2 separate regions of the Rattus norvegicus genome follow, and region 2 is linked to region 1. Evidence: chromatin contacts called from public Hi-C data. All regions are on one chromosome and are shown on one strand. Each heading gives the region's core, a stretch centred on a gene start, on an enhancer-like site or on the middle of the called end of the contact. The rest is flanking DNA. Distances are from core to core; before and after follow the strand shown. Region 1 overlaps Mecom (MDS1 and EVI1 complex locus). Region 2 has its middle 470 kb from the start of Mir551b.

Region 1 (6,457 bases), core at 1,642-4,141:
GAAATCATTCCAACAGATGATCCACAAACACCAACAAAAGAGCTTCAGTTCTTTTGTTAAAAGATAAAGGGAGCCAGTTGCTAAATTTTTTTTATGACACCTATACTCAACTGAATGTTTATTCAGGCCATTTTAAAAGGACAAGTAAATCTTTTTTTTTTCTTTTTCTCTCTCACACTGTTGAATTGTGTGGTTCACTTAGAACATTTTGGAGGTAGCATGGCATTCACAACAATTGGACCATATTAGCATGTATGTTTTGATAGTTTCCTATTCTTTGAGATGTTTGTTTTGGGTTGGTCTTAACAGTGATAGAGTAAAATCTGTGCTAAGATGATGTGATTGCTGATCATGGTGTCACTATGACTATAGATGTGGGGCACATTATGGCAATAGGATAATATAAATCATTTGCAATACATTCAATAAAAGTATTGATATTATGTGTGGAAATAGAAAAATGATATTACTTCAAAAATGGATGCAGACAGTCATCATTGCATAGTGGGTTTCTACAGCTTATATCATCCTGGCAGAATCATGTAGATTATGGATGAACCCTATTTCCTCCTTGTGAGAGAAGGGTGGGAAAGTTCTCTCTTTTTGTTCTATGACACAATGGGCTAAATGTGGCTTCTCAATTTCTAGTGTTAACATTAAGCCATCCAGAGCTACTTAGAGCTATCTGTAAGAGGTGGTGGCTTCAACAAATCCCTTGTTTTCCGCCAGAGATCGCCAGAGGATCCAAGCTTTCTTTCTTTTAGTTCTTCTACTCCAAAGTACTGTAAAACATATTCTAGCCATCAAAACTATCCAATACAGAAGAATGAAAAGGTTTTAGGATGAAGAGACAACAGCTCTGGCATGCCTCTAAGGACCCACGTTTTGAGGTCAATGTCCTGCCTAGATATGGCCTCAGCTAGCATCACAATAAATACAGACATGTGTAACCTAGCTGGTGTTTGTTACATATATGTATATATTTATATACATATATATATGTTATTTACATATGTGTTATAAACTAAATTGATCATGAATCCCTTTATTCATTCACTTGTCATTTATTCATCCATTTTGTGGTTTAGCAAGTTGTCTCCTTCGTTCTGGAGAACGGGGCAGCATCCCCATGTTTCAGTTGCTATCTGAGTACCAAGGAACACACACTTTGAGTTGTATTTTTAAAAATAGTTTCCTGGTGCTTTTCTCAAGCATGCATGTGTGTGTGTGTGTGTGTGTGTGTGTGTGTGTGTATGTGTGTGTATGTGTGTGTGTGTGTGTGTGTGTGTGTGTGTGTATTTCCATGTGGGGAGGTTTAATGAGAGAAGCAGAGTAGAAGGGGGGGAGGAACAACGGCCAGCCATGAGCACATGGAGGAAGGGGGAGGGGATGGGGGAGAGAAGGGACAGGGAAGAGGGCACAGAGCAGAGAAGAGTAAGGGCAAGAGCAAGAGCAAGTGTTTATATATTAACTCTGTAATTTTTATAGTAATTGAATCCAAAAGTCATTGATTGGCAAAATAATGACTTTATCTTGCTGTGGGAATTTCCTTGAGGAAAATTATATTCTAAAACAACTAATATCCTAATAGTTACCAATTTGCATGGAATATATTGAATTGAGTTTCATGTTTCCTCTCTAATCACTGGAGACAATACTATTCTATTTAATAGTTGTCTCTTTGTATAAGGAAATTAAAACTCAAGAGTACAGTGACTTCTCCAAGGTCACCATGAAGTACCAGTAGTCTCTATGCTCTGTCCTTAATTCTTTAGTTATTTAGCACAGGGCCTGGCAACAAAGTTCATGGTTAAGGAATATTAGTTAAATAAACACTGAGGTTTTTGTGCCAACTCAGAGGGCAAATCTCATATATAAAATCAAATGTGGCTCAGTCATTAAAATATTTGCTTTGCAAGCATGAGGACAGGGGCTCAAATCCCAGAACTCATGGAAAGAAAGCCAAATTAGTGGGTGGAGAATCTCTGATGTCCATAGGCCAGCCAGCTAGCCTAGTTGGTGAGAGTTCCAAACCAGGGAGAGATCAGGTTTCAAAACATAACATACCTGATGAACAGCATCCAGTCAATGCGACCTTTGGTTTTTACATAGACATATGTGCTCATGTGTATATGTAACTCTCATGTGCAGGCCTGTGCATATGCACACACACACACACACACACACACACACACACACACACACACACAAATAAGCCAAATATGTGCATTGAGAGCAATGACCCAGCAAATCAAGATCAGCCCTTAATCTAACGAAATGCACAGTGAGAGCAGAAACCACAGGCTGGCCACATGTCTCAGCAGGACTCCCCGAGATGAACCTGCTGAACAACAGAGGCATTCGCCTTTGTTTACAGATCCTGGAATGTCTTTGGCAGGACTTTAATGATTCCACTTCAACAGCATTTTGACAAGCAAGTTTAGCAATGGATGAGACCCACAATAGCAAATCAACAGTGAAAAGTTCACTCACAAGTCAAGACCAAACACTTCATTTGAATATTTTGCTTGGCAGTGGTGAGGGGATCTCGGAACAGTTATTTAGAACTTGGCATGGTCACAGGGAAGAAAGTGTCCCTCCTGTCAGAGCACTTCTGTGCACCGTCTGCTTGGCGGCGGAGTCATGAGTAAGGGTTGCTCGGATGTTATTGGGTCCTTGTGCTTTGTTTTCTTTCTTGGTGGAACTTCCCTGGACTCTCTTATTCTCAAGGGTGTCAGGTGTCCACAGGAGGTATTTTAAGCACAAGGTAGAACTTGAGAAAGGACACGAGATTGAAAGTTTGGCAGAAATAAGCCCTAGTTGTATATTACCTGGGAGCGGTCATTTACCTTCCAAAGTCGGGGTTACAAGGTACAAGCGTCAGAGCATTTCCTACCTAAGTCTGGCTAAGGTGAGCACTGATTTCATGCCATTCGGATAAAAAGGGCACAGCCCCACTTCCAGATAAGCTCATGAAGTGTGCTTCAGTCTAGTCTCTCATGCATGTCTAATATTTGTGGATTATCTTACTTAAATTAGATCTGCTGTTTTTGTCCAAGTGCCACTCACCGAATCTCTCCCCTTCATTCCAGGCATATGCTATGATGTTGTCACTGTCTGACAAGGATGCCCTCCATCCCACCTCCCACGGTTCCTCCAACGTGTGGCACAGCATGGCAAGAGCTGCAGCGGAATCCAGTGCCATCCAGTCCATAAGCCATGTATGACATTGTCAAGGTTGACCAGAGTGGGACCAAGTCCAACGGCAGCACGTCTCTTTCATACAGAACTATTTACAAGACTGCTGAGCAGAATGCCTTATAACCCTGAAGGGTCACGCATTTAAAGTCCGGTGACCTTAAACTGAACGAGTAAAGAAAGAGAGAGAGAGAAAGAGAAAGGAAGCTATTTATTCTCAATATTTTGTTTTGCACAGCCAAGGCAGCTGCTGACTTCTGGAGGATCAATTCATCTAAAAGTGATTGGAGGCGAAAGAAAACCTCACTGGGGAAGGCACCTTTCGCTCTCCTGCCGCAGGGCATGGGTGGGTGAGAGGAGCAGTTTAGATGGCAGCATTGACATCAACGGACACTTCATAGAAATCAAACTCTACAAGATCACCTGATCTGATCGGGAACAGTGGCTTTTAACTACCAGATTTAAATTTTTTTTTCCTTTTTAAAGCTTTGTGTAATTTAACCCTTTGAAGACGGAAGTAGTCAGAAGAAATGCACAATGATTATAGGAAGTGATAGCAGGAGTTTTTGTCACCCCCTCCCCACCCTTTACCTTTGGCCTTCTTAAGTACATCGTTTAAAATTAGGGACAAGAAGGGTATATTGTAAACTATGGATTCTCATGCTCAGAGAGGTGTTAAGTCGGTGACGTGTCCTGTTCATCACCAGTACCGCTGTACCACTAATGCAATGTTTGCCAAATCCTTGTAATGACATCTTAATTTTAGACAATCATGTCACTGTTTTTAATGTTTCAATATTTTTTGTGTGTGTTGTGTGTACCATGTATTTATTTGTTGGCAAACTATGGTTTGTTGATCAAAAAAGAGCACTGTTCCTGTCAGCCACTATTTTATGATGTCTGAGGCATACCCTCTCTGAATTCCAAGGACCAAGGTGAGCCGTCCTGTGTGTGGGAGTGCCCAATAGTGTTTGGCTTTTCTTAACATTCCTTCCTTTTGGTTGTTGTTGTTTTGTTTTCCTTTTTAATGAACTAAATGCAATTAGATGCAACTTAGTTTTTGTAATACTGAGATCGATTCGATTGTATAAATGATTCTAGTTTCTTTCACGGAAGCATGATCCTTCTGATTAAGAACTGAACCCCATATTTTATGCTGGTTGTCTGCAAGCTTGTGCGATGATGTTATGTTCATGTTAATCCTATTTGTAAAATGAAGCATTCCTGACCTTATGTTAAAAAAAAGAGAGAGAAGTAAATAACAGACATTATTCAGTTATTTTGTCCTTTACGGAGAAACCAGATTTCTTTTTTTTTCCATTTTGTTTGTAATCTCATTTGGAAATAATTGGCAAGTTGAGGTACTTTCTCCCAATGCTTTGTACAATATAAACTGTTATGCCTTTCAGTGCGTTACTGTGGGAGGAGCAACTAAAAAAAAAAAATAAAGACTTCCAAAAAAGACGAAAATAGTGACTCCCCTGTGTGCTGCTTTTTGTTCTCAGGCGATTTTAGTTCCCTTCTGGCATCCAAATGATCTAAAGATACAATGTTTAAGACCCCGATGCCCTAACAGATTTGCAGAATGTAAGCATGTTTGTAAGGTTATGAGATGACACAGTGATAGATCCTAGCCAGCAATGCGTTCTGCTGCTTGTGGTGAACTTTAGTCACAGTGCAAAGTCAAGACCTGTAGGCTCCACTTCCCAGCTCTGGCTTTCCTCCAGGTCTGCATGCAACACCCATTGTAATCAGGACAGAGAGCAGCTTGCAACATTTCTCTTTTTCTCTGGCTGGTATATGTGTTCCAGGTATAAACCCAGAGATTTACTACATGCACTAGACAAGCAGGGTAACCCTGAATTATAAACCCTACCTTTGGTTTTGCTTAGAGAAATATTGACACTATTGAAATTCACAAGCACAGAAGCACCATTCATTTTCCCCTAGGTCCTTTTTATTTTTTATATATTTGTAAGTATATCTAATCTTATCTATCATCTATCTAGCTATCATCTTTCATCTATCTATCTATCTATCTATCTATCTATCTATCTATCTATCTATCTATCATCTATCTAGCTATCATCTATCATCTATCTATCTATCTATCTATCTATCTATCTATCTATCTATCTATCTATCTATCTATCTATGTGTGATGTACATTCCTGGTACCCTAGGTGATTAGAAGATGGCATCAGGTAACCTAGAACTTGAATTCTAGATAGTTGCAAGACTTCTTTTGCGGGTACTGGGAACTGAACCCAGGTCTACTGACAGAAAAGCAAGTGTTTTCTCCTATGGTTCTTTCAAATGTTTTTGCCCAGATTCAAAATATCATTATAAAAAATAACAAAATCATTGTATATTGTGACAAGTTCTTCATTTATATGTTCGATATAACATAGTTTCCTCAAATCTTCAATATTGTTAAAAACTTGGGCTCTTCTGTGGCCATCAGTACAAGTCAAGATGTGTTAACTGTCATACACATCCTCACTCCTGGGAGCTCAGGGCCACATGTGCAAGCTGTGAAGGGAGAAGAGATCAAGCCTCTCATGAGATAAAAATCAAGGATTTCAGGATGCTTCTTACATTTAATTCTGATTTACTAAAGTGGCTCATTCAAATATTTGGCCATATACAGGATTTGATGTAGCAAATTTGAAGAGTTAACACGACCTGTGCACATCCATCTGGATTCCTTCAGTTATCTGTTCATTATAAGTGGCAGTGGCAGCTATGCAAGGCAGTGTGTCAGATTAATTTCTAAATATTTATTATAATAGGGATATGATTCTTGGATTTAATGGATAGATTTCATAGTAGAAAGTAAGCAGAATTTTCAAGAAATAACCTTAAGGTATAAATCTGTAACCAAGAAACAGAACGAGAATATAGCATTAGACTGTATGAGTAACACAAGTGAGAAGATGGAACTCTGGGGAAAGCACCGTTTTAGACTATGTCTGTGCACTCAAATAGAAATAAATGCAATTAAAGCATCCCCAGTGCTGCTAGCTTCCTTGTAGACTTCGACATTCACATTTTGGTGGTTTGCTAGAGTTAATCTCTTGAATTCTAGAAAGGCAATCAAGATTTATTCCTTGTCTCTTGGTCACTTGCTTTTCCAATCAGTACATCAACTACCTGCTCTGGGAAGGGTCAATGATATGAGGAGGAGATAGCTATCTAGACCTTGGAGCCAGAAGGCCTGGATTTGAGTTCTGGCACTAGTACTTAATGGAAATGATGT
Region 2 (6,457 bases), core at 338-2,837, 51 kb after region 1:
CTAGATTAAATTAAAAAATAATTTATCAATATCTTAGATTAAGTGATATATTGTTAATAGTAACTTTACATTAAACTTTCAAGGTTATTTAAATTAACTTATTTTGAGCCACATTAAATTAATCCTGCAGTTAATTAGAAATTTACTGTTTGTTTTTAAACTTTAGGAAAAATTAGCTACCTGTTTTACAAAGTTCAGTGAAGTTTTCCAAATTTGTAAATTAACCTGTTTATTCAAACATAAAGGCAGAAACAATATTATGCCTGTGAACGTAGACGCCTGAGAGGTCAGAAGCGGGCATCACAATGCCTGAAGTTAGAATTACAGACTGAGCGGGCAGAGTGCATGCTGGGAACTGAAGTGAGGTACTTTATGACAGTAGAGATCTCTGACATGTAGTTGTCTCCCAAACCTCTGGGCTCATCTCATTTTTAATTTAAAATTTTATTACCTTTGAGAATTTCATACATGCTACTGGACATACTTCTTAATTCACCTTGAGAGTTAATTCCCAGCACTATTTTCCTCTAAATTGGACCTATGAGCATATGTAAGTTGCAAATTAATATTATTCTACTGAGAACTTTTAAAGCATATCTCTATAATTGTAACTCTCTTCCTTTTTTGGTAATTATCAAAGATATTGTTTTCTGTTTTGTTTTTGGTGGTTTGGTTTATTTTTTTTAATTTGGTATTACTACAATACCCACAAGGTACCTCTGTGTGGTTGATTCAAATCAAGTCTTCCCTGAAGTTATCATTTTAATCCATAACAAACTGTGCCTATGGCTGTGAGTTGCAGTTCATGGGTAAAAGCTACCAGGTACTGGACCTAGAGCATGGTGAGGTGTAGGAATGTAGTCTGATCTTGACGCCAATGAGAATGTTAGGTTTCTATTCTGATGCCCCATTCCCTCCAGTCCTGTCAGCACGGGGCATGCTTCTGCTGACATTTCTAGCCACTTTTTCCAGTTACTGAGAATGTGTGACAGGAAGAAGATGTTCTTTCAAGGTTCTTTCCTTCGGCTTATCGTCACACCCTAGTCCTGCACTCTCCTTTGAGGTCTCTTTCAAGGCTGTGAGACAGGGTAGGCTGTGATCAGCTGGGCACAGAGACAGAAACTTTGTCATCCCAGGTGGGTGCAAAGTCCACTAAATGCCCTGCTGTGCTTTGCCAAGATCAGAAAAATGGTTTTGAGTTATTTGTATGCCAATTTTAACCCAGTTTTTGGCTTAATTCTAGAAAAAATAAGTAGCAAAAATTATATCTTAATGGTTTCAAAAGTCAGAAATCAGCAACAGAACAGATCTGGTCGTGGGCAGGTATTAACTTCTTTTTGCCAAAAACACAGAAAACATGAAGAATGCGGATTTTGTTCAGCAGTTTGAAAACACTTCTTGATAACTGGCAACATCTCAAGCCGGAGCTCAGCTCTTTGCCATGAGCAGTGCTCTGATTTGGGGATTTAAATTACTATTGACCAGAGAGCAAGGAGATACTGAATTAGAAGTAAATCCCTGCATTGAGGTGAAAGGGGAGAATGTTCTGAAACGTTTAGGGGAAGGCAATGTGTACTGCCCAGCCTGCTTACCATGGACTCAGTGACAGCGAAGTTGATTGTTGTCCTCTCCCTTGTCCTTCTCACCTGTCTGCCTAGTCTCAGTCCCTTTTCTATGAAGCTGACATGGGGGAAATATTGTCATCTGCATTTCTACCTACCGACTTTTGCCCCATGGTGGGACCTAAGGGATCATCTAAATGTTCTGATAACATTTAATGTTAGAACTATTTTCCACTCTGGGTTTTACTCAGTTTAAACTGCTGTTTTGCCTTTTTGAGAAGCATTGCTAAGAAATAATTGTAGCCACCTCTAGAACTTCATCTAATATTCACGCAACTAAAGAGAGATGTGGGGTAGGCTTCTTGAATCCTTTTACATGCACACTGTTCACCGTTTCTCATCAATAACACATGTTCCCATGCATTGGCCCACAAATGTGTCTGATTATTGGCCCATCAACTTCACTCATACCAAATAAAGTAGTTTAACTTTATTATTTACATGATCCTCAAAGTATGCAGGCCACTGAGCACACAAATAAACATGTGTGTTTGGATCTGAATAGAGCCTAGTGTTTATGAACAGGGATCTTTGTGTTTTTAACAATATCTGGCACGTTGAAGGAAAACTCTTTGCTAAAACATGGAGCCATGGTAATTGTGTGCTTTGTGATCTGTGCCGAGCAAGAGTTCCAACTTCTACTCTTCAGGCAGACAAGAGCACAAAAATCTGTTACTGGAGTTTGACATTTTCTTTGTATGATTAGGTCAGTTGGTAAATCTCCACCTCACAGCTCTTAGAAGCCCAGAGTTCCTGTTTCAAAGCAATGTGATTCTGATTACAGTATTACTGAAATCCAGACAGAATACCTGTGCTCTGTAAGCACATCTACTTCTCTTTCCCGTGTGCACACCCAGTGTCACCCACCTTTCCTTTACCTGCATTGACTAGGGAGATCTACAGTCCTGGAGTTGTGGTTCAGGAAAAGGACCATTACCTCAGGTGTGATGTTCTTAAGCTGGGGAAAGCCAGGCTGTATAGAACTGAAAAAAGTGCTAATGTAGTGCTGTGACATATCTGGTTCAGACTTTAAATGTGTCACCAGGAAGTTTACTTTGAAAGACAAAATGATGCACACAGCAGAAGTCAACATACCACAGAAAATCTCTATCCTGCCTAGTATCATGGGATAAATGGGATCGCTAAAACCATCCTTCCTCAGCTTCCTATCTCCTCTCTATAGCTCCAACATTCCCTCCTGATTATTTATCATCACATATATATATATATATATACATATATATATACTCAGTGACATATATGATGAAATATGATGTATTTCTATACAAGATCATGTGCCTCCCAAGAAAAGAACTTTTTGCTTTCATGGCACAGCCAACCAGCAGGCACATTAGACAACAAATCAATGAGCTCCTCTACCTTTTTTGAGTGACCAGAAAAGGTCTGTGAATGTTTCCAGAGTCTCCATCACACCTAACTCAGGGTTTGATCATCTTCAATCACCTATTTCCATAACTGACTTTATTACTGCCAGAGCCCTGAATTTATTCATTGTATCTTGTAGCCCAGAAGGAGAACTTACACACAGGGTGTTTAATCAATACTGAGAAAATAGTCATCTGATATTTTATTTTCAATTCACTGCAAGTCTCACACTTGCACAGTGAGCAACTCTATTAAATAAGAAGACCAGGTTTCTTTACATGGAGAAGAGTTAGTAAGGAAACTACCCTTGCTTCCGAGTCAGCAAGATAGGTTTCCATGCTGTTTGTATATGAGAATGTTCAAGCCAAAGAGATTGAAGCAATCCTGGGTATTTTTTCAGAAGCCTCTTCCATAGCTGCTCTCAAAAAATAGCTGTAAGGACATGTTTACAATATTCCTTTGCAAGGCAGAGTTGGTGTTAGGTGACTAGCGGACAGGACTTCACATTTCTCTGGTCCCATCCTTCCCTCCTCTTCTTTGCACCTTTCCCTTCCTGTTTACTGCTTGGTTGTGTGTGCTTTTGTTTTCATTTAGGCTGTCCTCCCTCTCTCCTTCCCCTCCCCCACTCCGTCCATTTGTCTTCTTCCTTCCTTCCTTGACTTCTTCTGTCCCCTCTCTCCTTTAATTTCTTCAAATTAATTTACCTGTTGGTAATTTCATACATGTGTGTAGTAACTCTGGTACCACTCACCTCCCTCCCTCTCATTCTCCTCCCACTCTTCTCTTCCCATTGACTTCCCATCCCAGGTTCACATCTCTTTGTTTTGCTTCTTGATGCACTGGGTTTGACTAGGGCTGCCGGTGTAGGCCCTGGTGAGTCACTCCCTAGTCAGTACATCACTGAAGACAACTTCCTCTCTTTCCCCAGTCCTCTGCTTCCAATAGCTCCCCTGGGTGTGTATATGTATGGATATATATGTCGTGAGCAGGTTCACATAGAGGCATCAGGGCAAGCTCTGGTGTCTTTCCTCAGGAAGATAGATGTTTGCTACACTTGTAGGAGGAGGTCTGTTACCTGGCTGGAGCTTGACAAGGAGGCAAGAGTGGTCGCCCCTTAGCTCCAGGGATCTACCTGTCACTTCTTCCCTGTAGGTTGGTTAGAGGTTATACTTCAGCTGTCTTTGGTTTTTCTTCTGCGGTAGGATCTGGAGCTCAGACTCTGGTTCTCATGCTTGCAAACTATGACCGTTACCTATGGAGTCCTTTCCAGCCCTTCCTTTTGGACTTTGGAGGTCAAATTTACCTCCAGTTTTTCATCATCTTGTGTGAAAGAACAAAGATGTTTGAGGAACGGAAGCAGTGAAGTGGAGGAAGCAGGAGAGAGCATGTTGAAAATCAGGAGGGTCTCAGACATTCCAAAAAGCTTTCTACCAAAGGAAACAGCCGCCATCGCAGCAAGCAATACCATGTATTAGCTGCAAGGAGGATTAAAGGTGGCAAATGCAGTTGCTTACGTTGACAATGACGCTGCTCTCTGTGCTGCCTAAGAGCTCCATAAGGAGACATTTGAATGGCATGGCTACCAAATAAGATTTAATTGGCAGCTAAAGACTACATTTTCAGTTACTCTGGAGAAAACAGTGGTGCTCATTTCCCTGTCGGGTCTTACGCCTCCATGGCACCATTTCTTTTTTTCTTAAGACAGATAAAATTCATTGGGAAAGAGGATGACTAAGAAAGGCAGCGAGAACATGATTCTAATCCACAGACTAGAAACCAGAGAACACAGAAACATGTGCAAGAACTTCAGCTCTTTTGCTTCATCTGTGGGAAGCTGAGGAGAAGCCTGGGAACTGGCATTTGGTCCATTCTGCCTTGTACACACCACCACAGTCTGCTTCTCATTCCTCTAAATTATAACCAGGAAGAAAATCAGAGGTTTTTTCCCTGCTTAGGAGGGTTCCCTAATAGAAGGAAATGGACCACCACATATGATTAATTGGGAGAGTGTCTCTTCCAAGGAAACATGAAATTCGTCTAGGAACTAGAGAGCTCACTCACAGGATTCTTTCCAGCTTCACGTAAGTCCTGATAGACAATGGTTGTACTTACTATGATTATGCTAACATAAATTAGATGTAATAATATGTATTTTGCAGTGTTGGTTTAAATCTGATATATTAGTGGCTTCATAGGAAATATGTGATAATTCATGATTTTAAAAAAATATAGAAGCAATTCAAACTTGGTTAAAAATAATAATTGCTCATGTGTTACGTTGGGAAGCATATTATTTTCAAAATGTGAAACGATTATCCCTTTCCAAATTCTGACTCAGGCAGCCAGAAGTTGCATTAAGTAAAGGTCACTTTGAAATGGAGTTCGTTATAGTAGTTACAGGTTCAATATATGACTAAAAATCAATGAGCAAACAGTCACTTAAAACATCTAGAAAAAATGAAATTGCTTAAACGCCAGGTTGCTGGCTTGTTCATAAATATAATATTGAGGAAGAGCTTGTTTCTTTTAAAAAGCAAAAGGTTTTTACATGTTAAGTATGAAAAACTATTTAAACTGATTTTAAAATAACCTACATGTGTAAGTTTGACTGAATACCATCTACAACTACTCTGAAAATTTCTCAACACATAGTTTTCTTTCATACTATTAAGAAATTGTAAATTACATATGCTGATTTTAATTAGTATGTTTTTACTGACTCACTTGGTCACTGGACATCATATTTTAACCTTTTTTTGATTTATCAAACTAAATTTTAAGATTCCGTGAGAATTTTCTAGAGCCTAGAAATAGATTATTTTGGTGTGTTTTTATTGAATTTGAAAGGAATACACTAATTGTTTTAAAACCAAAGCAATCGGGGAAATAAGAAGGTAGAAAAAACAAAACAAAACAAAACAAACAAAACAAAACAAAACAAAACAAAACAAAACAAAACAAAACAGAAACAAATCCTTTTTAAGACTCATCCCCAGGGATAATCGCTACTTTGAAAATAACATACGGCTTCCTCCTGGGTTGAATCACTTAGGGTGTTTCACACTTACTATGAACTAAAATTCACCCTGCGTTTGTTTTCAGGGCCAGCACATGTGTGCGTATATCACTGCCAGTATCTTTTGTCCAAGTCTTGCTGAATCCCCTATACCTTTAACTTTACGAATTTGGAATTTGTTTTCTTTGAAACACAGTTTCCATTTTATTCCAGTTCCCTTTCACTGTTGAAACCTCTACATTTCTTCCATCGCATTGCTTCCACAGCGTTAATTGCCAGTGAGGAATTGACTCTGATCAAGGAAATGCACATTTTAAAGCTTGTGGTGCTACATTATTTTCTAGTTGCTTTGGAAAGTCTGCCCCACACGCTGTGTATCACCTTTCTGTTAGTACAAAGCATTGTGCTGTTTCCAGCCTGTGCTTACCTCCTA

What was found. Hi-C and Micro-C count contacts between places; a contact is called where the count stands out from the background.
Region 2: a contact with region 1 is called in a Hi-C map of liver, with 2.4 times the contacts expected there. The contact joins two enhancer-like sites. A contact is called at or near these places in 5 of 12 Hi-C or Micro-C datasets (hepatocytes, kidney and liver).

The regions. Positions count from the first base shown.
Region 1 is chr2:115,388,385-115,394,841 of GRCr8, forward strand. It overlaps Mecom (MDS1 and EVI1 complex locus), which reads left to right. Exons shown (of 17, transcript NM_001389282.2): 17 at 3,093-4,668. The coding sequence ends at 3,227. Among named protein-coding and RNA genes, the nearest start is that of Mir551b, 530 kb to the right of the region's middle. Within about 2 kb of position 2,892, at least 5 of the 93 cell types and tissues checked have an H3K27ac peak or open chromatin away from gene starts, as enhancers often do. A contact at or near this core is called in liver, where this site is marked.
Region 2 is chr2:115,440,279-115,446,735 of GRCr8, forward strand. No RefSeq gene overlaps it. Among named protein-coding and RNA genes, the nearest start is that of Mir551b, 470 kb to the right of the region's middle. Within about 2 kb of position 1,588, at least 1 of the 93 cell types and tissues checked has an H3K27ac peak or open chromatin away from gene starts, as enhancers often do. A contact at or near this core is called in liver, where this site is marked.